4 separate regions of the Mus musculus genome follow, and regions 2, 3 and 4 are each linked to region 1. A link is a contact called in public promoter capture Hi-C data. All regions are on one chromosome and are shown on one strand. Each heading gives the region's core, a stretch centred on a gene start, on an enhancer-like site or on the middle of the called end of the contact. The rest is flanking DNA. Distances are from core to core; before and after follow the strand shown. Region 1 holds the start of Rgs22 (regulator of G-protein signalling 22). Region 2 overlaps Gm33497 (a long non-coding RNA gene). Region 3 overlaps Gm52178 (a long non-coding RNA gene). Region 4 overlaps Vps13b (vacuolar protein sorting 13B).

Evidence for each region. Promoter capture Hi-C pulls out the DNA fragments that hold promoters and counts their contacts.
Region 2: a promoter capture Hi-C map of pre-B cells shows a contact between it and region 1, with 5 times the contacts expected there. The contact joins the enhancer-like site here to the promoter of Rgs22 in region 1. A contact is called at or near these places in 13 of 39 promoter capture datasets (the 3T3-L1 cell line, 3T3-L1-derived adipocytes, the C10 cell line and 9 more), 1 of 15 datasets of contacts at CTCF or cohesin (large pre-B cells) and 2 of 115 datasets of contacts at active chromatin or transcription factors (embryonic forebrain and embryonic stem cells).
Region 3: a contact with region 1 is called in a promoter capture Hi-C map of hippocampal neurons, with 7 times the contacts expected there. The contact joins the enhancer-like site here to the promoter of Rgs22 in region 1. A contact is called at or near these places in 12 of 39 promoter capture datasets (3T3-L1-derived adipocytes, cranial neural crest, frontonasal cranial neural crest and 7 more), 21 of 484 Hi-C or Micro-C datasets (CD8 T cells, DN2 thymocytes, the G1E-ER4 cell line and 14 more), 8 of 115 datasets of contacts at active chromatin or transcription factors (craniofacial prominence, embryonic basal ganglia, embryonic forebrain and 5 more) and 2 of 9 other capture datasets (adipose tissue and embryonic stem cells).
Region 4: a promoter capture Hi-C map of embryonic stem cells shows a contact between it and region 1, with 3 times the contacts expected there. The contact joins the enhancer-like site here to the promoter of Rgs22 in region 1. A contact is called at or near these places in 15 of 39 promoter capture datasets (the 3T3-L1 cell line, 3T3-L1-derived adipocytes, the C10 cell line and 9 more), 1 of 15 datasets of contacts at CTCF or cohesin (large pre-B cells), 1 of 484 Hi-C or Micro-C datasets (embryonic stem cells), 1 of 115 datasets of contacts at active chromatin or transcription factors (extraembryonic endoderm stem cells) and 1 of 9 other capture datasets (embryonic stem cells).

What each region holds. Positions count from the first base shown.
Region 1 is chr15:36,137,703-36,144,890 of GRCm38.p6, forward strand. Rgs22 (regulator of G-protein signalling 22) reads right to left here and starts at 2,698. Exons shown (of 28, transcript NM_001195748.1): 1 at 2,626-2,698; 2 at 2,177-2,205. The coding sequence starts at 2,650.
Region 2 is chr15:35,253,300-35,260,487 of GRCm38.p6, forward strand. The region is part of intron 2 of Gm33497 (a long non-coding RNA gene); the gene reads left to right. The region is part of intron 1 of Gm52178 (a long non-coding RNA gene); the gene reads right to left. Among named protein-coding and RNA genes, the nearest start is that of Gm52178, 39 kb to the right of the region's middle. Within about 2 kb of position 2,547, at least 7 of the 459 cell types and tissues checked have an H3K27ac peak or open chromatin away from gene starts, as enhancers often do.
Region 3 is chr15:35,269,378-35,276,565 of GRCm38.p6, forward strand. All of the region lies in intron 1 of Gm52178 (a long non-coding RNA gene), which reads right to left. Gm33497 (a long non-coding RNA gene) reads left to right here. Exons shown (of 3, transcript XR_875131.2): 3 at 1-926. Among named protein-coding and RNA genes, the nearest start is that of Gm52178, 23 kb to the right of the region's middle. Within about 2 kb of position 2,829, at least 20 of the 459 cell types and tissues checked have an H3K27ac peak or open chromatin away from gene starts, as enhancers often do.
Region 4 is chr15:35,614,659-35,621,846 of GRCm38.p6, forward strand. Vps13b (vacuolar protein sorting 13B) reads left to right here. Exons shown (of 62, transcript NM_177151.4): 24 at 2,940-3,160. Among named protein-coding and RNA genes, the nearest start is that of Mir599, 43 kb to the right of the region's middle. Within about 2 kb of position 4,528, at least 4 of the 459 cell types and tissues checked have an H3K27ac peak or open chromatin away from gene starts, as enhancers often do. A contact at or near this core is called in embryonic stem cells, where this site is marked.

The sequences.
Region 1 (7,188 bases), core at 1,448-3,947:
GAAGTATCTTAGTATCATAGTAAGTATCTTACTTCTATGAACTTTGGCCTCCTCAGCTATGAAATGTGGGAAATAGCCACTACCTCAGAGGGCTGTCCTGGGGTTAAACATCAGTCTGTGGCCAGCATTCGGCAATACTAGCTATTCATCAAGTTTCTTACAGTGGAGTAAGACGTTTTGGAAAGAGCTAACAGCAATACGACAGCCATGGGAGACTCCAGGACAGCCGCTGCACACAGTTTGCATCTGATGCTTTAGACAGAGAAGAGTGTCAACTGAGAGAAGGAATATCGAATTGGTATCACTTAAGACTATAGCCAAACTCTGTGCCTGGCGATGAAGCCAGAAATAGAACCGCAGGTCCAAGGTCCATGATATGGAGACAGACATGGCTAGGGAGGGAGGGAGGGAGGAAGGAAGGCAGCATGGACAACTGAACAGGAGTGTGCCACTCACCAAAACACAAGAAAACAGTGGAAAGGCAGAATCGGGGGCTGGAGAGCACAGGTGAGGATTCTGAAGAGGTGACACAGGGACACCTGATAGCTCACCAGATTATGTAGAAGCATCAAATGTGTTGTCTGGACACAGACATGGTACAGGAATCTGCAATCCACACAGCATTGAAGCATCTAGATACAAAGTCTGAAGTGATGCGGGGTTGCACACATAGCAAGTTGCGGGCCGCACAGGTTACGTCCTAGCAACACCGAGAGCAGATGTGGGGATGGCATATGGACTTGGGATTCTCAAGAGATGGGGAAGGGTAGAGCTACAGGGGCGAAGGAAGAGCTCACCCACAAACTTCTGGAGAGCAGAGTCCCAAAGATCAATACCTCACAGGAGTGGGGAGAGAAGCTGGGAAGGGAAAAGAAGACTGGGATCAAGGCCTGGAACTCAGCGGGTGCCCAGGGAAGGAGGACAAGTTGAGCACAATCACTCAAATGCTAAGTACTCATAAGACGCCCAGGCTGGATGGCACAGAAGAGGAGGAGCTGGCTCAGATGCCCTCCTGCGTGAAGCACTGAGGCTGAGTGATGGAATAACTTAATTTCCCGTTAAACGGGGTTCGGCCAATATATGGAAGCATTTCTGATGTGCTGTGTGTACCTGTATGTTAGTGTACATAGAAGTTTCTCTTTTCTCCCCCACCCCTCCTCCTCCTGCTCCCACCTCCTACTACTCCTACTATCTGCTGACTTAGCCTTCTCTCTTATGTTAGCCCCAGCTAGACTGTTAACGTTTTTGAGACTTAGACCCAGTATTTAGGACAATACTTTGAATACACAGTCACTCATGTTTGTTGAATGAAAAGCCAAAAGTAAATAGGATAATCAGTCAACAAGAGAAGTGGGTGCTAGAGTATTCACATTAGTAAATACTGGACGCGCTTTGAGCTCCAGCCTCAACGGTGGTAGGAAAAAGGGTTGCCTCTGTGTCTGTCTGTGCCCTGGGGCAAGCTCCTCGTGTAAGCAATATGCTTTCTAGAAGAGTCTCTAAAGACAGCACTCTCCCAAATGATAAATAGATTTGGCAAATATTTAGTATGCTCAATTTCTCCAAAATTCTGACCTGAGAACAATGTCTAGAAAACAATTTAAACACTTACAAATAGATGACTGGTTTCTGTTGCTGTTTTTGTGTTTGTCTGTTTTGGTTGTTTGGTTGATTAGTTTTGGGTTTTTTGGCTTTGTTATTTTATTATTTATTGATTGACTGGGTGGTGTTGTTGTTGTTGAGACAGGGTTTTTCTGTATAGCCCTGGCGGTCCTGGAACTTGCTCTGTAGACCAGGCTGGCCTCAAACTCAGAGAAATCCTCCTGCCTCTGCTGGAGTTTAAAGACCTGAGTGCTACCATGGGGGTGGAGGTGAGGGAGGGCTGGTATTTTTTAAGACAGGATCTCACATAGCCTTGAATTTGCTATGTCACAAAGGATGACCCCGACTCCCAGCCCTTCTTTCCCATCTCTAATGCTGGGGTGAGCAACTTTACCTACTAATGTTTACTGCAACCAGGAGCTGCCCTGCACATCACAACAAAGCCATGGAGACAGCCGGCCTGCCCCCATAGGGACAGCAAGGGTACGGAGAAACTACATGAGGTCTTTTACAGAAGAAAGCTTTAGCCCGAAGAGAATGTAAAAAAAAAGACCCGTTCTCGCCACTGTGTACTCACAAACTCTTCTTCTGTAACTTCTGGCGGCTCTGGAAGGAGACAAAACGTTACCTTTTCGTACTCAGATCTTCCTTTTAGACTAACTGAAATCATCTGCGACAGCCCCTGGCGCTACTGTATATACATATATCCCGGGTGAGCTCAGTAAAATGTTCATTATCCGCACATGGATTACATTTTAAGGTAGGATTCCAGGTGAAGGTGGGGAGGAAAGACCTTTGGACTTTGGCTTGGGACCCACTGTCACCCCAGAGCTAACCTAAGGCCCCCATTTGCAAAAGGAGAGCTTAGCGTGGTTAGCGCACAAGGTAATAGCGACTGCCCTGGGGGTTCGTATAAAAGGCAGGGAGCTGGGGCTGGGGACCCGGGCTTGGGCTGGAGGCTTGGGGCTGGGGTCGAGCGCGGTCCGGGTGCCCGAGCACTGCGGCAGGGCGCCGGGGCCCACCTACCCGCCGAGAGCCGCTTCTCCGGCATCCTGTCGGGGGAACCCAGCTGCCCGGCCCCGCTGTCTGGGGAGCGACTGCCGCCCCACGGCACGCGGCCTGGGGCTGCCCGCTGTTGCCATAGAGCTGGACAAAGCAGAGGCGCCTGGGCCAGGGGTGGCGGCTGGGGAGCGGCCGTTACTGTGGAGATCGCACGGCTCCTGGTGGGGAAGGGCTGTTGCGGGGGCGGGGGGAGCAGATCCTCCCACAGCGAAGGACCGCAGAGCCAGGCCTCAGTTTCCTTAGGTCAGACGCCTGTAGCAAAAGGTTTTTCATAAACGCTGACCACTAGGAATTACCCGAACTGGGGACCACAGATTACAGTTACCCTAAAATGTGTGTTCAGGAAAGGAGTTAGGAAAACAGAGCCCTGTGTACTGTGGCACACACCTGCAATCCTAACAGTTAACAAAAGAAGGCAGGAGAATAGAGTTACAGCTTGTTCTCAGTTACTAAGAGTTTAAAGCCAGCCTGAGCTACAGTAAAGCAAAACCACAAACAAACAAACAAAAAAGAATTTATTTAAATAGAAAAGATAAAAATTTAAACACAATTATTCTAAATACTAAAAATATTTATGTCCCAAAAATAATTTATGTCCCCCCCCCCAAATTTGTGTTTTAGTTGAGATAGGTTCTCATGTAGCCCAGGCTGGCCCTGAACTTCTGATCCTCCTGCCTCCACGTTGCTTGTACAGGTTTTGCAGGTCTTTGCCCCAACCCTGGCCAGAAAATGAAGCTCAAAGTCCCTGTCTGGGAATGGGTATGACTTGGGTGTGGAGTGATAGGGTGGGGTATAGCTCCTGTTAGACATTTGCATTGGAAATACTGCTTCCTAATTGTTTTATAAAACTTATCCCATTCTGTAGTTCTGAATTTCCTCAGTGGTACCAAATAAACCCCAAAGCTAACTGCTTGCCCCTTCCCAGCAGTACTTCCAATGCAAATGTCTAACAGGAGCTATACCCCACCCTATCACTCCACACCCAAATCATACCCATTCCCAGACAGGATCTTTGAGCTTCATCTTCTGACCGGGGTTGGGGCAAAGACCTGCAAAATCTGTACTAGGAAGGTGGAGGCAGGGGGATCAGAAGTTTAAGGCCAGCCTGGGCTACTTGAGAACCTATCTCAACTAAAACACAGATTTTGGGGGGGGACATAAATTATTTTTGGAACATAAATCTTATGACCGTTAAATGATACATCTTCCGAGTAACTCAAAGTTTCCCCCTAGAACTTTCCCTCCAAACCCCACATTCAGGTAAATACTGGATTCAGCCAGTTCTACCTTAACATATTTCTGCATTTGGGCTCTGCTCTCATTTTCCCAAGAGCACCCACACACAGCCTTAGCGCTAGCTCCCATCTGGTCTGCTGTAAAAGCTTCCTAACTTGTCAGTCTTCCAGGCTTAGCTCCCAGCTAGGAGTTCTCTTTAAATCCATTATCCATGCTGAAAGCAAAACCAGCTATCTAAATGCAAATCTGACCTACTTAAAACCCGCCAGTGGCTCCACATTTGACTCCTCAGTGTGGGGCAGGTATTTGTGTGCCCTTAAGACAATGGGTGCCTATATTTCAAGGAAGCAGACACCTGCTCCCTGGTTGTGTTTATTGCTATTGCAGTATGACACAGGAAAAAGACCTAAGTGAAGTGTTTGTTGCCCTTGCCAGACAAAATCCGAAAGCCAAATGAAGCCAAGGGAGAGCAGTGGGAGGGAACAGAAGTGAAGGGAGATGGTCCTCGTGGGCTGCAGCTTCAGCTGCTCACTTTGGCTGCTGCTGTGCAGAGGATGTAAACAGCTCAGCTCCAAGCAGGTACTAGCTGATCTGATGGTGGCCAGGCAGCACGGCTTCCAGGTCTCACATCTATATTTAGGAGGAGAGCTGAGGGGCGGGAGCAATGGCTGGGCAGTCGAGAGCACTAGAGGGTTCAAGTCCAGAACCTGCATGGTGGCTGAGAACTCCAACTCCAGTGGTCCCACCACCTCTTCCTGCATGGATGTAGTATACACGATCAGGCACATACACATAAATAAATGATAAAGAATAGAGCCTAGCGAATCTGACAAGTTGGGTGTAGGAAAGAAACAGGTATTTGGGGATGACTCTTAAAGATTCTTGTCTGAACGCACAGAAGGGTATTGTCATCAGCAGAGATGGGAAGGCTGTTCAGGGCCACTGTCAAGGAAGTCCCTAAACCAAGATTCCCAGTTTGCAGTTGACACAGGACTTCAGAATGTGGGATACGAACTTGAGAGTCAGTATACAATTTGTTTTTCTGCCACAATGGCCTTTTCTTTACCAGGAACATTTCCTCACGTGTGCATGTTCCCATGGACTCCTACCACTGGCTTCTACTCTTGTTTTTGCAAACCCATACCTTAAAGCCACAGTACTATTCCAGTCACTGAGCCAGAAATGCACCTTCTGGGCAGTAAGCTGCCAGGCACTGGAGGCTGCATCCCATGTCAGCCTTTTTCTCTGCATCACACCCACAACCATGACCTGACAGGCTAGTGGCTGCCGGTTGAACTTCTGCAACTCCTCATTTCAGTTACCTGCCTGTGCTCTGCCCACGCATGCTCGTTCTGGCCAGACAAGTTGATAACTTCATCAGTTTAGCATGGACAGTGTCTCACGTTTTGCCCCCTCTTACCAGGAGCCCTGAATGGGAACTTAAATAGAACAGCATTGTTCTTCTGGGTTTGTAGTTTAGAAAACAGATATAGAGAAGGTTTTTTGTTGTTGTTGTTTTGTTTTGTTTTTTTACCCAGACAGCTATTAATACATTTTTCACATTCCAAAGCCTTTGCCCTTAGATGGTGTGCTGACTGGTTTCTTGTCAACTTGACACAAGCTGAAATCATTAGGAAGGAGACAGCCTCAATTGAGAAAATGCCTTCAGATCACCAGGCTGCAGGCAAGGCTGCAGGGTATTTTCTTAATTACTGATTGATGTGAAAGGGCCTAGTCCTTTGTGAGTAGGGCCACCCCTGGGCTGTTTGGTGGTCCTGGGTTTTATAAGAAAACAGGCTGAGCAAGCCAGTAAGCAGCAAGCTCCAAGGCCTCTGCATCAGCTCCTGCCTCCAGGTCCCTGCCCTGTTTGAGGTCCTGACCTGACTTCCTTCGATGATAAACAGTGATGTTGAAGTGTAAGCCAAATAAACCCTTCCCTCCCCAACTTGCTTTTGGCCATGGTATTTCATTTGGAGCAATAGTGACTCCAACTAGGACAGATGGCTCTATTGTATGGCTCTTTCCCAAAACAATCTCCCAAAGTAAAAACAACACTGGGATCACAAACACAGTAACTTGAACCCAAAGGCCTAGGCGATAAACTTCAAAAATTTTGGAGATTTTTTTGTAACCTTAACGATATACAAGTCATATGTCATCCATCCGTTCCCCTCATTTCAAGTGTAGAATGCACAACCAACACAAAGTTGGATATTCCCAATATCTCCAAGAAACGGCACAATGTTTCAAGTATGTCTCCATCTCTGTAACTCCCTCGCCTACCTTCTCTCTGCTTCTCCTGTTTAGACATGTCATATAGATAGGATCACATCGCTTTGCACTTTTGTGTCTGGCTTCCTTCGGTTAATGTTTTCGAGTCTCAGGTACATTGTACTTTTTATTAGTAAGTAGTATTCTGTTAAATGGTTACAGATTTTCCATCTATTCACTAATAACTGGACATTGGGGCTCCAGGTGTGACCACTAAGGGAGGACCATGCCGTGAATGTCCGTGTACAGGTTGCTATGTCCAGATGTTTCTGTTTCTCCTGAGGACCTAACAGAACTGGCGGCTCCACAGGCCACTCTACACTGGAATGTTCCAAGGAATAACGGATCGTCTCCCAAATTGTCCATACTACTTTGTTACTAGGACAACAGTTCTCACTTGACTATTTTAGAGGTAGCATCTGACATTTTTATGATAGTGGTCCTCTTGGGTGTAAAGAGCTACCTCTCCGTGTGTGGTCTTAGGTTCATCTCCTCGGTGACTAGGCTCTCTTGACTTTTAGAGAGAGCCTACCTCCCCTGATGCCCCAATTCTAACTCAGAGCTATTCACAGACAAATGTGCTCCCTAAACCAACCCCAAGGGTGCACACTGCAGGCTAGTCAACCCACGCCCATGTTCCTGAGCAACAGCCTCTGCAGAGACCAAGATGGAGTCTTCTCTCTGCTTATTCCTATAGTGTTCCTCTCTCTTACCTGCCTTGAAGTTCCTGAAACCCACAGGCAGGGAGGGTACAGACCAAAGCTCTGAGCATGCTCTGTTCTGGTTTTGATTGTCTTATTGCCACATCAGGAAACTACACTCGTGAATTAGAATAAGCAGCTAATCCACTGGGGTGTTTTCTGAGATACCATGCAGCCCCTCTGAGGGGGCTAACGCCGCATGGTGCCAACGGATGGTGCCATCGCCACCCCTGCTGAGGATTTCCATGCTCCTCTGGACAAACACTATCTTTTTTTTTTCTGTCATTAAATATATACCTTATCTACATTGGAAAACAAT
Region 2 (7,188 bases), core at 1,297-3,796, 880 kb before region 1:
GAAGCAAAACAAAAACCTTCATGATTTTTGAAACTCTTGTTAAGAGAGTTATTTATGCCCAAAACTCAGTTCTATAATACCATCAAGTTCTTTGTGGGATTAGGCATGGCTTTATAAAAGACATTAAATAAATCTCAAACAATAAATCATGTGTTAGACAAATCACCTATAACTCTATTGTAGCAGGCCACACAGTTGTACAGAATAGCTTTAGAGACTTTAATGAATGTCTTACCACACAACAAAGCTTACTCTTACCAAGGCTATGAAATCTCTAAGTAATTAGCTGAACCAAGACCAGACCTGCTGCCTTACCCCTACATAGATATGTTCTGATTTCCGCTCATGGCTCATATTTAAAGGTAAGCAAAGGTGGCTGCAAGCAAGACTTTACAGGTGACCAGTAATGATGAAGCCAAGTTTTCCCTCTCTTTCAAAGAAAACAGACAGTGTCTGAGACAGTGAATGTCTAACATGCATGAAATCCTAGATTGACCCAACTTGTGCTCTGGGTCTCTCGCATGCACATGCGTGTGCATATGTACACATACACACACATACACACATGCACACACATATGCCCATGCATACATACACACATACATACACATAAATATATACACACATGTACATATATGCATACACACATATACACACACATTGATGTTATTCTCAACATTTACAGAATTTTTGTATTTTATGTTTAAGTTTTTATCTGTTAGAAATTCTAAGCAAATTCAAAGTAAATACCTGTAACTCCTTCAAATTGGAAACCATTCAAAGGGTCCTCCTTAGCCATTAAGCAGTAATAAAGACTATGGAATACCACTCAGCCAGCAAGAATAACAAACTACCTATACAGAAAACAACACAGGTAGAACCCAAAGGAAAAACCAAAGACCTTGTCAAATATTTACATATCATGTGATTCCATTTGCAAAGGTATCAAAATGACAAAATTATAGAGTCAACAGATTAGAGAGTTTTAGAGGTTTGGGGTGAGGGGAGGCAGGGGCACGAATGTGAAAGGGCTTTTGTGATAGAGTAGCCCTACATCCTGACTGATGGCTCTAATAATCCATACGTGCTCAGACAGCATGGAACTTTACCCACCCACCTGAAAGCCTGCTGAAGTCTGCAGTGCTCTGTGAACCACATCAGTGCCAGTTTCCTAACTTTGATACTATGCCGAATACAATAAAGTTAGGTGATTTCCCTAACACTCCCAAAAAATTCTCTCTACTACTTTTGCAACTTCTGATAAATACATAATGACTTCATAATAAGATTCTTTTTTAAATGCCAGTATAAACAACCTTCAGCACACATGTGTGCCCTCTCTTTCTTCTGAAGGCCCTGTTAAAGAATCAAAGTAATAAAAAAAGGTGTCAATTTAAAAGAACAAATAGGTAACAGGATTCAACCACAAGGAAAAAAAAAACCTAGAGGCCGGAGTGTAGCTCAACGATAGGACATTTGCCTGTGTGTAAGGCCTTGTGTTAGATCTTTACATGTGTGGGGGTGGGGGGAGAGGGAGAGGGAGGGGGAGAGGGAAAGAGAGAGAGAGCTGCATAACAAATGAATAGAAAATACTGTTTATAGCTCTTTCTCTGCCTTCAGAGCCAGGAAGTCAGCAGAGATGACTCTATCCTGGACAAGGCTGCTAAGAAGATCATACCTTGGACACAATGATCACAAGACCTCACAGCTGGGGACAAAATGGCAGGCGAGAATGCCACTGATCTTCTGTCTTTTAGGCAGATGCTTGGCAATCTGACTAAGTGCCAGGCATTTGGAAACAAGGAGAGTCATGGGAAGCTTTTAAGGGGACAGAAGCTGAGGGAGAGTTAGAGTAATGGTTACCATGGGCTTAGGGGAGCATTTGAAGTCTGAGCCCTTACACAAAACCAAGTAGAATCCTGGGCCTCAGTGCCTCCGTAGATTGAGGTTTGTCTTGTGGACTCATAGGATCAGTAACTTGACTTACACAGTACAGATGAGGCTGTACACCTCTGTCTAAGCCAGCAGTCCCCACACTTTATAGAGCAGCAGAGTCTTTTCTCCAAAGAAAACCAGAAGTGAACGTATAAACAATCCAAACTGAGTAAAGTTCCAGGGGCTATGCATCGATAGTCCCACAAACAACCTATGGCTCAGGTGTCACACACTCAGATGCTAAAGGAGGGGGAGAGATCTCTATCGAGACTTTTATGTGTGTGTATTAACTAGAATGTTTCCGGTCTCGGTGAAATCTGAAAAAGGAAACTTTGAGTTAGCACACCAGTGATTGTTTTCTGTTGAGTCCTGCTAGGCAGACCTTCTGGCCTCTGTAATTTAGCTGGTTAAACCTTTTCCTCAGGCCAGACAGCTGAACTTGAGCCAGGTGGGCTTAAACACATTGACTAATTCAGAGTTTACTTTCCAACAACGAAAGACAAGATTGTGCCAGCATCTTCCGCTCATCCATCCAAAGTTCCCAAGAGCAGAATTCAGCCCTCGTCCCCTCCCAGTTACAAAGCAGAGAGGCCTGCCCAGTATAACTTAAAACAGCAATGCTGCAGCTCTCTCCAATAAATTACATCAAAACAAGCCAAAGCAAAGGCAGCTGCCTTACCAGTTTCATAAGGAATTGCCTGGGAACTAACCCTTTTCAGACCTAATTATAAACTCAGGTTTGAATTACAGAACAAGACACTCTGAAAGTCCATGTTCAACAAGCAGAACAAACATGCAAAGATGAAACGCAATGGTCTCCCACCCGAGACCTGTTGCCAGCAACAGGAGAAGTGGCTTGTCTGCAGCCAAGTTTGGGGTGCCCTGGAAAGCTTCATCTCTCTCCAGGGAGACAGTTTCCAGAACTCCAATCTCCTCTTGTTGGCAAGAGATTCCTATAATAAATAGACTACATTTCCCAGAAATCTCTTTGCCCAACCCTGGGACTATATTTTAAAGCCTGCTTTTTTGTTGTTGTAGTTGTAGTTGTTGTTAATGTGACAACCTTTTGACATGCCTAGCTGGCTCAGCTCATTTCAAATCTCATCTTATCACTAATGTCCTTGGGTTTGTTTTCAAAGATAAAAGTTCAGTTAGTTGACTGTTCCAGAAACAGAATAACATAACAAGGAGTCCAATATTATTTACACTCAAGGTTATGTACTACCCTTCATTTGAATGAGTGCTCCTTAAACATTAATATGTGTCAGAATGGCTTGAGCTGCTGTTCAAACACAGCCTGCTAGACCTCACCTCCACAGACTGACTCAGTCAGTATGGAGACAGTCCAAGAATGTTCATTGTTTGCCAGTGTCCCAGGGATGCACAGGCTACTGGTCCCTAGATGACACTTTAAGAATTGCTAAGAGGTTGGGAGTGTAGCTTAGTGGCAGAGAACATGTTTAGCGCGTGTGAGGCTCTAGGCTCAAACTCTAGCATCCTCCAACCCCTAAAAGTAAAATCAAATACAGGGGCTAGAGAAACATCTCAGTGATTAAGAGCACTGGCTACTCTTGTAGAAAAGTACCTTGTTCATGTGACGGCAAGCAAGACTCTTGGGAAACACGAACAGGACCATGCACCAGTCTGCCAATCTGTGACTAGAAAGACATCAGGCTTCAAAAAATGGATTTGGCATACGGATTCCTTCCACTAGCTCCTGGGGGTCATGTAAATGGCACTTTCACCTGGATTTTGTCATTCACAGCCTACCTCCTTCAGTACTCATAGTGTATGACGCAGGAACTGGAGTCTCTTGAGAAATAATAATCAAAAAAAACAAAAAACAAAAAACAACAACTCTAAAACAAGTTTGGTTTTCTTTTAATTCCAGGGACATGAAACTCTTTAGGCCATAGTTCACAACTGTCCATTAGCTGAAAACATATATAACAGATAAGACACTATTTTGGTAGAGATCCATCTTCTAACTACCACTAAGCCTGACACTGTGCTTGTCCTTGAATTGAAGAACGATTCCATTTTATTGTTTTGGCCTTGAATGTGGTTATCAATGCTAGTAGCTGAGGGATTCACTTGAAAGAGAGCTATGTTTCCTGATTCACCAATGCCTTTTATTCCAACGAGGGGGTTTCTAGAACACACAGGGGTTTGGGTTTGTAAACTCAAATGTGTGAGAATCTGATTTTCTGATGTGTTTGTTGTTGCTGTTTTGTTCTGCTTTGTTTTGCTTTATAGATACTCTTGGCAATAGTAATTGTAAAAATCCAGACTCAATCTACATTCTGGGGCTGCAGGGAAAGCTGTTGGCTCAGGGACTGCAGCAGGAGACATTGGAACCATCTCTAAATGTGGAGCCAGGGATTAGTGCCCCACTCCCAAGGGCTTTACTCAGTGTTCTCATTTCTAACTATTTGCTGTGCTGCAAATTGAACCCAGGGCCTGGTCTAGGCAATGTACCAGGGAAGGCTGAGAATGCAAGTTAAGAACTTGTGCAGGTGATTCTGTCAGGCTGGGGCAACAATTACAGCCACAGGAGGGCACTTCAATTCTCCTGCCTCAGCCACCATACTAGCTAGGGGTACAGCTACCACCATTTTTAACTTTACTTTTACAAAACTAGAGCGTATGTCTCTCTCTCTCTCTCTCTCTCTCTCTCTCTCTCTCTCTCTCTCTCTCTCTGTGTGTGTGTGTGTGTGTGTGTGTGTGTATTTGTGTCTCTGTGTGTTTGTGTCTGTATGTGTCTGTGTGTGTCTCCATGTCTTGTGTCTCTGTGTGTTTCTGTGTGTCTGTGTCTCCATGTGTGTGTGTCTTTGTATGTGTCTGTGTGTGTGTTTCTGTATCTTTGTCTCTGTGTGTGTCTGTGTGAATACACATGTTACCAGTGCTCTGTATAAACAGTAGTAAATAAAAGCCATTTCAGTTCAGTATGTCAGGCTATTAAGAGACCTGCAGCTGTCAGATCCTCATACTGTAAACAAGAGGTGGAAAATGGAAAATGGGATCCGAAGGGAATGGAAATTTTATGGAAGAAAATTTTATATCCTAAATGTCTGAGAATTGGACTCAAATTATCATCAAGGTGAAAAGAGCCAATAACTGAATAATTCTAGGAAACCTCTGTGGTCCTTTTCTGGACTCTGAAAACATTCAGCCCAAGGACCTCTCCATGAAACAAGTAAATGCAAATGAACTTGTCATTTGTACCATGTGCAAACAGGTAAACACAGGGTAGGGGCTGTTTGCATATGTATGAGATTTTAGGTGTATGGACACACACCTCACACCCCCAAAATTCTCCACAAGGGAGTATCTCTGTTCAGGTCAGAAGCAGGCGTCCTTCCCTTCATTCAGCCAAGCATTGTGCCTCCTGTGCATCTTACTACTCTGTCCCTCTGTCTTCATGATAACATCACTGCAGGTCAGGTCACCAGGAACTGCTGCACGGATGACGGAAGCTGACCCCTGACTTGTCTTCAGGCTACTAGTCTTCTCTAAACTTCAATAACAATCCAGACTTCCTAAAATAAAATCTGTTCATGGCAACCTCCAGTTAAAGTCATTAGTGGAGGACTGGCACAGTGGCGTTTGCCTGTAATCCCAGCTCTTGGGAAGAAGAAGGAGGAAGATGACTTTAACCCAGGGACTCTGAGAAAACGGACATAGCCTTTATTAGCCAGCTCGCCATAGCTCTCAGAATGAGCCTTTACTAGGTCCTGGGGCTATGGCTACTTCTGACCACTCCAGGCCAATCTCATGGGACTGCTTCTCCATCCATACGCTCACCTTTTTCTTGGTCCTGTGCCAGATGACTTTCCATTACTGTAGCATGTATTAGAGGAATTGCCTTAAAAGGAGGAAAGGTGAATCATTGGTATACCCTCAGTGCTGCAGGCTCTGGCCATGACTAACCAGCCTTCGCCAGGGCCTCACTGTGATATGGAGTTTGAGGTGGAACATGCCTTATCTTATGATTTGGAGATTCTTAAATGTTCTATTGCTTTCCAATAACATCAAACTAAAAACCAAAACTCTGATATGTGGGCTTTTGGACTATTACAACCCATTGCTCTTACTGCTCTTGCTTGGTTTCTGCTGCTGCAATAAACACTATCACCAAAAGCAACCCAAGGAGGAAGGGTTTTATTGCATCTTGCACTTATGGGCAACAGTCCATTACTGAGGGCAGACAGGGAGGAAGCTGGAAGCAGGAGCTGAAGCAGAGATCACAAAGGAACACTGCTCACTGATGTGCCCAGGATCACCTTTAATTACCTTTCTTATACAGCCCACGTCCACTTGACTAAGGACAGCACCACAGCCAGAGGGCTAAGGCATCCCACATCCATCATCAATCACGAAAATAATCTACAGGGATGCCCATAGGCCAATCTGATGGAGACAATTCCTCACCTGAGTTGCCCTCTTCCCAGACATGTCAAGGGCCAAGAATGGTCATCACACAAGGTCTTTGTTCACGCTGTGGCCACACTCACATTTCTAACATCCTCAAAGACTATGTGCTATTCTTTTTCTTTTTTAATTTTTTATTAGACATTTTATTTATTTACATTTCAAATGTTTTCCCTTTTCCTAGTTTCCTCCTTGAAAATCCCCTATCCCCTCCCCACTAAGTCTACTCTCCAACCCACCCACTCCTGCTTCCTGGCCTTGGCATTCCCCTATACTGGGGCATAGAATCTTCTCAAGACCAAGGGCCTCTCCTCCCATTGATGGTCGACTAGGCCATCCTCTGCCTCATATGCAGCTAGAGACACAACTCCCACCATGTATTTTCTTTGATTGGTGGTTTAGTCCCAGGGAGCTCTGGAGGTACTGGCAAGTTTATATTGTTGTTCCTTCTATAGGGCTGCAGCCCCTTTAGCTCCTTGGGTACTTTCACTAGCTCCTTCATTGGGAACACTGTTCCCTGTCCAATGGATGACTGTGAACACCCACTTTGGTATTTGCCAGGCAGTGGCAGAGCCTAACAGGAAACAGCTATATCAGGCTCCTGTCAGCAAAATCTTGTTGGCATCTGTAATAGTATCTGGGTTTGGTGGTTGTTTATGGTATGGATCTCCGGGTGGGGCAGCCTCTGGATGGTCATTCCTTCAGGCTCTGCTGCGAACTTTGTCTTTGTAACTCCCTCCAAGTGTATTTTGTTCCCCCTTCTAAGAAGGATCCAAGTATCCACACTTTGGTCTTCCTTCTTCTTGAGTTTCATGTGTTTTG
Region 3 (7,188 bases), core at 1,579-4,078, 870 kb before region 1:
TCAGTAGGCTAGAATGCCTAGAAATTCTGTTTCTTCAGTTTCTAGCCATCCAAATGTCTTTACAATGATTTGATACATTTAGGTTAAAACTGTTTTAGTGCTTGACTGCTCAGTGAAGCCAATTAAAAACAGATGCACTAAGTTATCTATGGGGGAGACTGTCCTCAGGTAAGGGCTCTTGCATGATGGCCTGGGTTGGATCACCAGGCCCCATATAGCAGGACATTTCCCCAAGTTATGCTGTGACCTCTGCATGTGCACCATGGCACACATGAGCAAACACACACATACAAACAAATAATAAACAAACAAACAAACAAAATATAAGTAAAACTTAAAGAAAGATCTGTAGGTTTGGCTATGCGTAAGCACACTCATACAGGTACACACACACACACCCTACTCACACAGCAAGGAGCTTCAAATTATCTCATCTGTTTGCTTGCACAGGCCCAAATTGCTCAACTGTGGGTTTCATGTTGCCACTATTGACGTGTTAATTATATCGGGTTGTATTTCATCCTTTCAAACTGTCCTCATGGCTCTTTAAGAAGAATGGATTTCTAACTGTGAGTTCTCCACACAGGCTGGTGGAACCAGCAGTGTATGCTTGGGGGCATTGGAGAGCTAAAGGCGCTGATAGACTGAGCAAGTGCCTTAAAGACAGATAAGACGAGGCGCAGTGGCCAGGGGTGACAGAACATTCCTGAACACTAGGAGATGAATCTGTTTTCATCCAGCACTGTCTCATTTATGTGTTATGTGACACCAAGTTCCTGACTTTGGACTGCAGCCTTGATGGATAAGTGACAGACCCTTAAACTCTCTCTCTCTCTGAGGTTTGACTTCCCCGCAGAAGTGAAGAAGTACCCACCCCCCAAGGCAAGGCCGATGCACTCAAAGTGAGTGTGCAAACTGACAAATTTACTTCCTTATTCTTGGAAGCTACTTGAATGTTAATTATTTTATTATTTGAGTAAATTTTGTGAAATGCAAAAAAAATTTATTAATACTGACTATGTGTGTGTAATTTTAAAATCTGAGTCTTATAAAAGTTGTCCTCCAATGGGTGTATCCATCACTCTTGTATCACCAGACACCCACTGAGAGAGCACCCATCTGTGAACATCAATCCAGCTCTTCTATACACCCTACTACCCACTCTTCCTTCCTACCTATGGCTATCCCACACTTAAAGGGTCTTTTGTCCATTCTCTTACCTTCGGCAGCATTTTCAGAGTCTGAGGCTGGAGAGCAAATGACTTCTGTTCCCATTTCAGAGACCCTCGGCTGTATATTGAGTTCCTGTTCAGAGCAGCGGCTCCACAGGGCTTCCTCACTGTTTAAAGGCATTCCCCCAACTGTTGTGGCATTAATAAGCCCGAGAAAGCTCAAGTATGGAAGTTTCTTCAAAATACAGCACGTGGGGCAGCTAAACTAGCTAAGAATGTTTCACTAAGCGTGACTACCTGTGGTTCATGCTCAGGACCCACAATGTAGAAGAAGAAAACTGACTCCCTCCTGCAAGCTACCTCAGACCTCCACCTGACACAAAAGTACACACACACACACACACACACACACACACACACACACACACACACACAGGAGATGAATAAGTAAATAAAGTGATTAAAATTTTAATGAATAATTAAATGAAGTATAAAAACTTCAGCTGCCAACTTTGTTGTAAACCTGCTGGGAAAGATGCAAACATATAAAAAAAGAAGGCAAGAGGCAAGCTATGTGGAGTCAGTCTCTACCAGAGATGAGCCCGCTTGCTTTCCCTATGCCCTCTGAATACCACTCTTAATTATTATACATCCAATAAACACTAAGGTCAACACTTCACACTCTGGGGATCTCAAATTAAACAGTCAGACTAAGGTCTCTGTTGCACTTTCTAAGTAATGGCATGGTAAAGATTCGTACTAGGTGAGAAATAAACATGACCATGTAATTTAAAAAACATAGGCACATGTGCACACATGCGCACACTCACACTCACAGGATAAATAGTAATGAAACTGGAACAGGGAGGCAGATGCATGTATGCTCTGTGTACTTTGAATATGTTCAGAATTTTCCACATAAATAAAAACTAGGAATGTTTTTATTAAAAACAAAAGAAGGTAGGCTTGGAGAGGGATGAGGAACCAGGAGGCTTGAGGCCCTCAGAGAAGGACACTGTGGGGACAAAGAAGTCTGAGGGAAAGAGCCCTGTCTCTCCTGTTCATTGCTTATAACATATGATCCTGTGTGTAACTTTTTACTTCTTTTACTTCCCCGCCCCCTTCCTGACTTTTCAGTTGAATTTGAATTTTCTCCATTGAATGTTCTAACTATAACAGCAAGCTAACACTTCTATGTATTTGCCCAGATCACTATCTTAATACTTACCATTCCGAGAGGAAGAGAATTAGAAGGTAAACAGGGTTTAAATGTGTCCCAGGCCAGCTCCACTCATACCCAGAAGTGACTTCAGAGAGGTACCCACAAACCCAAGCTAAAATTGCTTAAGAAATTTCCACATGAAGATTGTTGTGTTCCCAGAAATGGCTCTCATCAAACAAAAAACTGGGGGGTTGGGGAGGTAGGTTAGTGAATAGCCTTCATGTGTACACGGAGTTCTCCACCACGGCCTGGGGGTGTCAGAAAATGGCCTGCAAACTCATGGAAATTAGCAGTAATGAGACATAAACAGTCAAACCTCAAAATAACATCTCTGGCCTTTAGAATCAACAGAGCTCTCCTGTCAGCCTGCACCTGGCCTGCCCCACTGGATCTGGGAGCCAGTGGGGTTTTAGGCCCTTTTAACAGCTGCCAAGAGCACATTACTCACGGCCAGGATGCTGGCCTTTTATGTTGCCACAGTGGACCAGCGTTGTTTGGGCCTGGTGGAATCCATTGATGGTTTTTTCTCAGGGCTTCAGCTTTGCTGTCTGATTTTCCCACAAGCCCCAGTGTGTTGAAATGTTACCCATGTATGCTGAGCGACAGCTTCAGGCTCCTGTGCTGGCCCTCAGCCACACTCACCACCTAGCCATATACTCTGGTCTACGGAGAGGTAGAGCAAGGAGCTGGAGTTAGACCAGGAGAAGATCATAGCCTCAGCTTGGGATACTGTGATTCCCCTTGTCAGTGCTTGAGTTATTAGCATAAGGGTAGAGCTGGGAGGTACTAGTTGGACATGAAAATCATCCCCTAAAACCAACTCCTAGAAGCGAAAATGAGCCTAATTGTAACACGGATTGAAGCATACCCTTGAAACACATTAGGGAGTCAGTTGTTACATGAATAGGTGGGTGTATCATGTTTTCAAATTCCTAGGTCTAGTTAATAATATCCCCTGTGTTTCCAAGCTGCAGATTAGTCTGCTGTGACTGACTCTGGGGTTCAATCCTAGAGAATCATTACAGCAAGTCATCATGGTTTATTATAATTATTTTTATTGACCTGTGCTGTCTTCTCTTCTGGGCCTTCAGTATTTTGAAAGCAGGGGTTAAATCTGCCTTATTAACTATTATGTCTTTGAGGTATAGCCTGAAGAAAGCCTGCAAGTCTCTCCTAAATGAATAAATAGACTATTTGTCTTCAAATTGCTGCAGGCTATGAGGACCTACAGGAATTCATACTGCACAGGCCTCTGTTAGCTGGAGCTAAGCCACTTCCAGCTGCTTCCTCCTTTCTCCTTTCCCCTAACACCAGGGGTTAGAACACTTCCCTATAAGGACTTGGGATATAATCAGTTGTAAAGTACCTGCCTAGCTTGCATGGTGGGGCTCCATTACAGACAAGTGTGTCCAGGTGGCACCAGTCTAACACTGTGACATAAGGGGCAACCCTCTGAAACACATCTGGAAAGATATCTTGTTTCCTGACTTTCAAATCTGTTTTGTTTTGTTTTGTTTTTTCCAGATAAAACAAGAGAACCTCTGGAGTTTCCCCTTCCCATTTTGTTGTTGTGAATGTAGACTTCAAAGCCAGACACTGTAACCCTCATCTTACAGTCAAGAGTGACAAGCATGGGGGTGGGAAGAAAATGCAGTACCCAGCAGTCTGCTCATAGAACATAAAAACATTCTGTCTGTGTGCTGATTCACCAGATCTCGAGCCAGCTCCCTCCAGTCACTGCTTAAGGAAGGCAATGTAAGCTGTGAAGCTGTCCTCTTTTCTCTTACTTGCCTTTAAGCACTTCCTAAAGGGTGTCTTTTCTGCTCTCCACAGTAGGTCGGACAGTGGCTTTGTCTTTAAATGGGTTATTCCCAAGCACTTAGCTTAGAATGTGGTGGCTATTGAACTCATGAATGAATGAACCAAGAGAGGAGTTTTCGAGCCACTTGTTTGGACAACTGCTGCTGGCTGTTGAGTGAGCACTGTCGGGATTTATTCCATGGAATGTTCTCAACCCATCGTATTTATATGACGTTGGTTTCAAGAATTGTAATTCTTGGCTCTTACTCTTTGATTTATATACATTTTATATAAATTATATAAAGTACATGCTGTTTGCTTGTCTTCTTAATATACACAATATACACATATTTGTTCTGGAAGCTTGATGGGAAGGAATTGCTCTTCTAAGTTTCTCTATTATGTTTATTAGCAGACCCTTCCTATGAAATATGGAAACTATTTTTACTCTTTGAAATGAGCTGAAATTGGTTCCGCCGAGGATTGTCCAACTCTGTTTGCTGACATCATCTCATTTAGAGGATAGGATACATACCATCCGTGGGGTTTCAAAAGGTTTGATGTTTGGAACGTCTAAATTAAAAAAAAATGTGGAGCCTTGATCAAATAGAAAGGTTTTAAATATATCTAATGCAAATTGTAATGAAACAAAATGTATACTAGCTTACAGTCAATGACCCGTGTTAAGAGAGGTCTGGAATAACAAAGGGAGCAGCAATAATGCAAATATTATGCTAATCAGCTTAGGGATTGCATTTGTGGGAATTATAATAGGATTTCTGCTTTCCTTTCATGCTGGTCTTCATCAGAGCCCAGGAGAAATGAGAGCTGTGCATTTTCCATCAGTGGTGGCCACCCTTGCCCTGCATGCATCTGACAGTAGGCCTTGATTGCAGCGGAGAACCAATGCACTAATAGCTGGCAAAGATGAATGTGATATTTTTCAAAGTAAAGCAACATGACATCCTCACATAAGAACTATGATCAAAAAATTCTCAAAAACAAACTGGCCAACAAACCAAAAACCTAGTCATAGTCATAAAAAAAAAAAAAAAAAAAAAAAAAAAAACCACTGAGAAATGTCACACAATGTCCTTCAAGGGAAGTCAGATGGATCCTCCTTAAGATGGAACATCCTACAGGCTCACAGTGGGAACATAAATTATTATGTAGCCTGAGACCCATGAATAAGATGGACTCTTCTATAGGCTTTGAAAAAGTTGAAACTAGTCATGGTAGCGTGTGCTAGTGCCTTCTAGATAAGACCCTGTGTCAAATAACAAACAATTGAAGCCTTGGGTCCTAGGCAAGTAAATGCAAAGAGTACATGAATACAGTGAAATTAAAAAAGCAAACCATAAAACTTAAAAACAAGTGTGTGTTCATGTGCATGTGTGTGCATGTGCAAGTGTGTGTGCATGTGTGTATATATGTGTGTATGTGTGTGTGCATGTGCATGTGTGTATGTGTGTGTTCACATGAGTGTATGCATGTGTGTATGTGCATATGTATATGTGTATGCATGTGTATATGTGTATGTGAATGTGCAAGTTTGTGTGTATGTGTGTGCATGTGTGTGTGTTCACATGAGTATATGCATGTGTGTGTGCATGTGTATGTGTGTGTGCATGTGTGTATGTGTATGCATGTGCATGCATGTATATATGTGTATGTGCATGTACAAGTTTGTGTGTATGTGTGTGTGTGTGTTCACATGAGTGTGTGCATGAGTGTGTGTGTGTTGACAGAAACAGGAGAGAATTTGAAAGCACAGCAACTGTTTTATGTTGAGTCAATCAGTTCTTTTTATTTTTTTTCCCTTGTGGAAGTTGTTTAAACTTATGATATAAAAACAGGAACGTTCTCACACTGGAAACATCTCTGGTTGTTAGGCCTTCCTAAGGTATTGAAGAAGCTTGACATCCACAACAAGAAAGCCAGGACTTGGGAGGTGACTCAGTAGGTAAAATGCTTATTGCACAAGTATGAGGCCCTACACTTGGATCCCAGCACCCACGTAAAAGCTGAGGGTGTGGAAAGAGTGATGTGTGCCTATACCTCAAGCACCAGAGGGGCAGGCAGGAGGAAGCAGGGAGCCCACTGGCCAGCCAGGTGAGCTGAAACAGAAAGTTCCAATTCAGTGAGAGACCCAGTCTCAACAAAAATAAGGTGGAACTCCATAACAAAGACCTTGAATGCCAACCTCCCGCCTCCACATGTGTGCACAGGGGCACACTACCCATGCACCTGAACACATGCTGCGCACACAGATACATAGAGAGGGAGAAAGGGAGAGGGAGAGACGGAGACACAGAAGGGAGGGAGAGAGGGAAGGAGGGAGGAGGAGAGACAGAGAGGGAAAGAGAGAGACAGAGAGAGAAAGACAAAGACCGAGAGGGAGAGGGAGAAACACAGAAGGGAGGGAGGGAGAGAGAAAGAGAGAGAGAGGGAGAGAGAGAGAGACATGGGGAGGAGAGAGAAAGAGAGAGAGGAAGAGACAGAAACAGAGGCAAAGGCAGAGACACAGAAGAGAGGGAAGGAGGGAGGGAGGGAGGGAAGGAGGGAGGGAGGGAGGGAGGGAGGGAGGGAGGGAGGGAGGGAGGGAGGGAGGGAGGGAGGGAGGAAGAGAGAAAGACTCTGAAAACCCTGTGGCCACTGGATTCCCTGTTGTCAGGCCTCCCCAGTCCTGTTTGCTCTTCAGACCATGGTTTAAGCAGCAAAAAGAACCCTTGTCTGTTGAATAAGTTTATGAACAAAGGCTGGTTGCTCCCCTTGTCAATAAACAAACATTATCTGCTTCTGTTTCTTTGCTAAATTGAGCTTCTGCTTACCCTAGCTGCTTATACAAAAGCTGTGTGTACACAGGAGAAGGCTGTGGTGGTGCTGTGGAAGCCGGAGGCCCTGGGCAGAGTGAAGTCACAGCAGGTTCCTTCTGAGAGCCTTTCCTCTTTGTATCACACTTCTCCCTCACTTAGAGGTCCAGACTGGCTGGGA
Region 4 (7,188 bases), core at 3,278-5,777, 520 kb before region 1:
TGAAGAGAAACCAGAGTATGACCAGCTTGGTTTCAAATTCACAAAGATCTGCTAGTCTCTGTGTGCTGAGTGTCAGATTTAAAGGAGTGCCCTGTCATGTCCTTCTACTGCTTTCATTCACACACACACACACACACACACACACACACACACACACACACACACACACAATATTACTACAAGGAATTGTAGATACAGAATTCAACAATTTTAAGATAGTTTTATTTTAAAACTGACCATTACCAATGATACAGTTGAGCATAATATGTCAATCATCCCAAAGTTGCAATTATTCTTTTTCTACCTCTTGGCACAAGCAAACACTGACCTGCTTTTTTCCCCCGTAACATTGTCTGCTCTGGATATTTTAATAAACTAGAATCATACAGTATACAGTCTTTTACTTCTGACATTACTCACCCAGTATAACAGATTTTTGAGATCCTCACATCACGTGGTATATATTAGCATATTCTTTGTATTTGCATTGACAAGGAAAGTCCAATTGTGCATTTATGTTGTTATGCCCAAGTTGCAGGTATCTGAAGACTACCAAGGAGTCAGTTCAATTGTAGAACTCATAAAGGTCTTTAATGAGCTTGTGAGCAAGCTCTCTCAGACTCTCACCATAGCACCTGGTCAGAGTGAGAGCCCAAGTCTATTGTGGTAACAGCAGACTTAGGGGTTTTTCATTATGGGTCAACAAGTTAATATTTTTAAAACTGCATTTCTGGTGTAATCTACACAAACCGAACAGGACTACAAAACCTCCTGATGAGCAGCATGGCTAAGTTATCTATTCTCTTCGGGAAGTCTTCAGTTATCTCTATGTACTGTGATCCCACCATTGTATCCTGACTGGCTGTTGCTAAGGGGAGTGGATTGCCATAGGATGTTTGCTTTTGTGGACTTTGTGATTTTCTTCAGGGAATTGGAGTTTAGCTGCTGGTCTTATGCAAATTGGGTTTGTTAAAAACACAGAGTTGATTGGGCTTGACAATGTCACATCTCCTTTCTGTTTGCCAGTTGGTATTGGTTGCAGTGGTAACAGTTCTTGCCTTTGCTGTGCTTTTATGACCATGGAGGTGTGCATATACTCTTGTGAAAGAATACCATACACATGTATTTCTTTCCCTTGTAGATGGCATTAATACTATTTTATTTTTGAGTTCCTTAGTATATTTGCTAGAACTCTTCAAGTGTCCTATAGAGAGTGGACATACTTACTTTTTTTTCTAATCCTTGGAGAATGTGTACAGTTACTCAATATAGAGTATGATGATAGCTATAACTTAAATGTTCGTTTTGGGGGTAGATACCAGTGATCCTCAAGGTTCAGTTTAACTCACTCTTTGCATGTTTGGGCCTTGTTTGTTTGTAGACTGAAAGTACAAGGCAGGGCCTGAGCACTCACAGGGAAGGAACAAAGGCCAGAGTTCCCAGCAGGCTAAAGACATCCTACTAGGTAGTCTCTCATGTTTCCTCGCATGCATGTTGGGAATTTTTTCTAAGAGTGCCAGTGTCAACTGTGACGTTTTTAACAAATTTAAATGTGATCTTGTTCCATAATCATCACTTAGTATTTGTTAGAATAAAGTTTGGAAACACATACAAATATACCTATTTATTTAAAGTGAGAATCTGAAATCATTCCAAGTACAGGAGATGATGGTGGCAGAGGTTTAATTTTGTAAACAGCATAGAATTTGATACAGGTTTAAAAATTAGTTTAAAATCAGTTACAGATGATTTAAAGTACTCATTTTTTTCCTTAGTAGGAAAATATTATATCTGGAACAGGCAAGGTGTGCAGGGCGGACCATGTCCTACTATGAAATTATTGTTTCTAGCCAAGTTACCAACTACCCTCTACCTGTATTTATTATATTACCTAAACTCCCAATTTCAGAGTTTCCTGGTTTAGATATTTTGAATGTTCACATTTATCATATATGTATATGGTATTTGATGGAACATTAATATCCACTATGTATGAATATCCACTATTTTTCACTATATATCCACTATTTATTATATATATATATATATATATATATATAGTAGATAGTAAATGTTCCATATATATATATATATATGGAACATTTACTATCTACTATAGTGGCAAAGAGGGTGTTAGGACTTCTATTTCTGTTTTTATTTCTTGTATTTAACATTCTTCTTATGCTTATAATGTATGAAAGGTATAGAAGTATATATAGTAATTACAAATATATATATGTGTGTGTATATATCTATATCTATATCTATATCTATATCTATATCTATATATACCAGAATAATGAATTTTCAATATTCCAATTGGAATTATATCCGTCTACTTTACCTATAATACAGTATAAAATTCTAAGATGTTATATAGTCTATGCTTCTACTTATAAATACATTGCACATTAGATAAATTACTAGAACAGTAAAAGAAATATTTTTCTTTCAGTTATGATATTTATGAATGCTAAATTTTTAGTCAAGCCTGCATCCTTTAAAATATATCTCATGTGCTTTGAGAGCCACACAAGGAATATGTAGAAATATGCCTGATTTCCATCCACAGAATTTCTGACTAAGTACTTCTAACATAGCACCAGAAGCCTGATTCATTAGCATGCTCCATCACCATTAATTCTGGTGTGAGTTGCCACCACACAAAAACATCCATATTATTCTCCTCTCTCATTTCATAGCCAGGTTTCTTCTTATGCTTACAATGTATGAAAAGTATAGAAGTATATTATAGTAACTACAAATACTAAAGTTAAATTATTTAAGTAGCATGTAAATCATTTACTACCTTAGTCTCTGAGATCCTACCTTTGTTATGTTGTGCTATATTTCAGATTGAAATTTTAAATAATTTTTTATTTGTATTCATTAATTGTGTAATTTTGTTGGTCTCATTTTTCTGTTTTGTTCCCTTATAGGTGATGCATTTCCTTGGACCATAAGCTTGCATCATTTCAGCATATATACCCTTCTTGGAAAGCAAGTGACTCTTTCCCTTGTGGAGCCTATGGGATGTACCTCTACTCTAGCAGTCACATCTCAAAAGCTGCTTCCTGTGGGACCCGATGGAAGGCATTCATTTGTTGTCTGTCTTCATGTTGACTTAGAGTCATTAGAGATAAAATGCTCTAATCCCCAGGTTGGTACACTTCATTCTAAATGCTAAATTTTTTTTAATGTTTATTTGTTTTATTAAAAGACTTCTCTTCCTTTAAATACCCTACCTTTTTGTCCTTAAACCTTGCCATCAACATTGCGATGATTAGATGAAGAATGGCTTTAAAATTCTATCAAGTTTTATAGTAAGAATTGTATTGATGAATATATAAATTCATCTTTTGGCTGGTGGAATAAAATCAGTTATAGATGTGCTGGTTTGAAATTCTGAGGAACTATTTCTTTTATTGTTGGGCTGGAGGATGTACTTAAGTGACCAAATATAATTTTTAATCAGATTCTCAGAGCCCCCTTTCAAATCTTGCTCATTTACACCTAAAGAGAACACTTATTAAAAGTTGCCACTTCCATAACATTTCAGCTGTGATATGCCAGTCACGTTGTATTCTGCCTCATTACAATTACTATGAATTCATATCACCTGGTTTTGTGTACATCATTAATTATCATAAAATTTACATTTTTAACTTCAAATATACTATTGTATATTTTCCACATAGTCAATGTTGAATCCTATTTTAAAAATAATCTCCTGTAGCATATTATTGAATCTGATCGGCCAATGGTCATAAATTCATAGTACATATATCTATTCCAGCTTTAATAGTTATCAACCAGGCCAGATTTTGAAGTATTTAAAAAAATTAATTTCCACTATCATTCCATATTATAGAAGTTCCTTTCCAGTACAATGCAGCTCTCCCCACCTGCCTCTTTTTAAACATTCACCCATCCATCCATACATGATCTATCTATCTATCTATCTATCTATCTATCTATCTATCTATCTATTTATCTATCAACCATCTGTCTATTTATCATCATCTATCTATCTATCATCTGTCTATTTATTGAGGTGTTTATAGGAGTTATTTCTGTCCTTTAAGCATGTGGGTATTGAAAATGAAATTCAGGTTATCGGTCTTGGTTGCAAGTTTCTTTATGCACAAAATCATGCTGTGGATACTCTCTCTACTTCTTTCTGTTATATGCTATATAATTTGGTTTCATAGTGTTGTTTTTTACCACGCTAGTTGGCTGCGTGAACCTGGGAGAGCAGGGACTAAAAATGAGGCTGACTACTACAGTATCATGCAGCAGCCAAGTTTATTCAGAGCATCAGGCAGTTTATACTCTGAGGGTTAAGAAGAGTCACCGGAGTAAAGTGTGTAATCACAAGGACAAGACACACATGGCAAAAACATGTTTTCTTACAGAGGCATATAAACAAAAAACAACTGAAATAGACTCCCCTATACCTGGGAGGATCAGGCAAACACATTCCAAGAATTCCAAGAATGTCTGTGTTTTTTTGATGAAACTGAGGTCAAAAGACTCATGTTAAAACAAGCACTCAGAACTCCCCTCCATGACTCCATGCTTGGACTGTGTTCCAGCAGTGCTATAGAGAATTCTGACCATCTCTTAGGTTGCTATTAGAATGCTAGTGCTATTGGCTGCTTTAAAATCCTTGTAAGAGTAAAAGAAACTGTTAAATTATGTCCCTTGGGGCAGGGTGGAGTGGGATGTTGTCCTATCCCTCTTTATCTTTGAATGTGATCTTGCATCTAGTAAAAGTGTCCAGAGGAGAAAAAAGAAGCCGTTAGAATGAGCACTAATTAAGTCCACTTAAAAAGCAAGGTTTGAGGCCAGGCGTGGTGGCGCACGCCTTTAATCCCAGCACTTGGGAGGCAGAGGCAGGTGGATTTCTGAGTTCGAGGCCAACCTGGTCTACAGAGCGAGTTCCAGGACAGCCAGGGCTACACAGAGAAACCCTGTCTTGAAAAACCAAAAAAAAAAAAAAAAAACCAAAAAACAAAAAAAAAAACAAACCAAGAGAGGTTTGGATACAGATACCTATATATAGGCAGACAGTAATGTGAGGGTCTGTGGAACAAGTGCTGTGCGTTTGTGGGAGCAGAACTTTGAAAGTGCAGATACAGACCTTACGACACTCAGGTCTCAGATTCTACTCTGTCTCAGATGGTATATTACAGTGCTGATACAATGATTTATTCATATGTGACACAAACATTTCTTTTTTGTCTTAAGGCACCATTGATGGCACCTGGTTCCTTAAGTTCTACAAAATAGAACAGGAAAGAACAGATTCAGCTTTTCTCAAAGAGTTTCCTGGCTTTCCATCACCATGACAATAGTCTAGATAAGACAAAATAAAATACAACAATTTTTAAAAGTGATGATGCTTGGCTTGACCTAAGAGTAAGAGCCTGGTACTGTGTCACTTCTCAAACTCTGGAATTAATTCCTTTTCTCTTCCTAAACAGGGAACTGTCTTCTTATTACTCTTTTCTTGTTGCTCAGAGTTTGTACATAGCTGACTTGGGCAACTCTTTCTTTCTTCTCTGTACCCTACCTACTCCTTTTATAAAATCAGGCATTTTTGTCCTCAGCTGGTTCCTTGATCTTTATATAGACAGATTAGGTGTTAGATAAAGTCATGAGCGTGAGTGTCCATTTCCTGTTCTAGAACACAGTAGACATCCATTTCCTATTCTTGATCTGAGTGGGTATCCATTTCATGTACTAGATCCCAATAGGTATCTGTTTCATGGGCTAGATTCTTGTTGAGTACTAATTGCTTATTCTAGATCTAAGACGGTATCCATTTCATACTCTAAATCTCAGAGATAAGCTTCCTCTTTGGGTCCATCATTAATGATACGATTTTCTTCATTTCTGAATATTTAAGGAATTAAAAATATATATTTTGAATATTTAAGGAATTAAAAAAATTTATTTAGCCAGTATGCCATACTCAGATTGCCGTGGCTATTCAGTTGTCTCCACACAAAGCTCATTGAATGGTGCTAAATATATGCTTATTTTTTATTTCTTTCATAATCTAGTTTTACTGAAGTATACTTAGTGTACAATAAACTGTGTGTTTAAGTTACCCAGTTTGAATAAGGTTGGGATATATACTCATTAAATCATCATAGAAACTGTCCTAAAAGTTATAGTCTTTGGAAACCCCATAGTGTAGATGGAATTCTACAGTTGTGTTTTTTGTTTAACTTCCTTCATGCTACACAGCCATTTTTAGATTAGTTCATGTCTTACATATGTTCTCTTATTATTACTAACATTTAGCTATATAATTGACCTTCATTTGTTCAGTGTTTGTTGTTAAACATTTAGGACTTTTCCAGATGTACAGTATGCTGTAAATATTTCTGTTTATGTTTCTGCAGACATAAGCTTTTTTTTTTTATTTTATTTTTTTTATTTAGGGAAACTACTTTAATTGGCTGGATAAGGAGATATATATATATATATTCAAAACTACCAAACTCGTTTTAAATCTTCTGTTCTTACCAGCAGAAAATGAGAGTTTCAGTTACTCTATGGGATATTTAGAATAGTTGTACTTCTTAGTTATACACATTTTAATTATACACATTTTAATTTTATGATTTTTAATCCTCAGTGTTTCAGCTGAACTCCAACTGAAAACTGATGTAGCCTCTGCATGCTTCCTTTGTTTGAGAGCTGTGTGTTCTTTGAAACTAGAATTATAGTTGAGGTTTATGCCATTGCTTGCTTGCCACATTAAACACATGTGATGTTACATCTTTTTAAGAACAATAGTGGAAGGAATCAGAAGTAGTGACAATAAAAGCAGTATTGTGCCTCTGAAGTAAATAACACTAAACCCTTGGGAGTAGAACTTACTTCCTGTGGTTAATGTTGCTCTTATTAGACAGCTCTTTCATTTCATTTAGGAAAAAGAGAAACAATCATTCAGAAGGACTTGGGTTCCAACACTTCCTTTTAAGAGAAAAATCTTAATTATGAAATAGAAAATGACTTTAATAGTTTTTCTATAAAGTTCTTTTTTTTTCATTTTTTTGGTAGAATCTGTAGTCATTAGTTCATTTTAAAACTACAGATATCCATGACTCGAGATTTGAGGCTTCAGTACACAAAAAGTAGAAAACTAGAGCATGTAGAGGTTACATCAAGGAA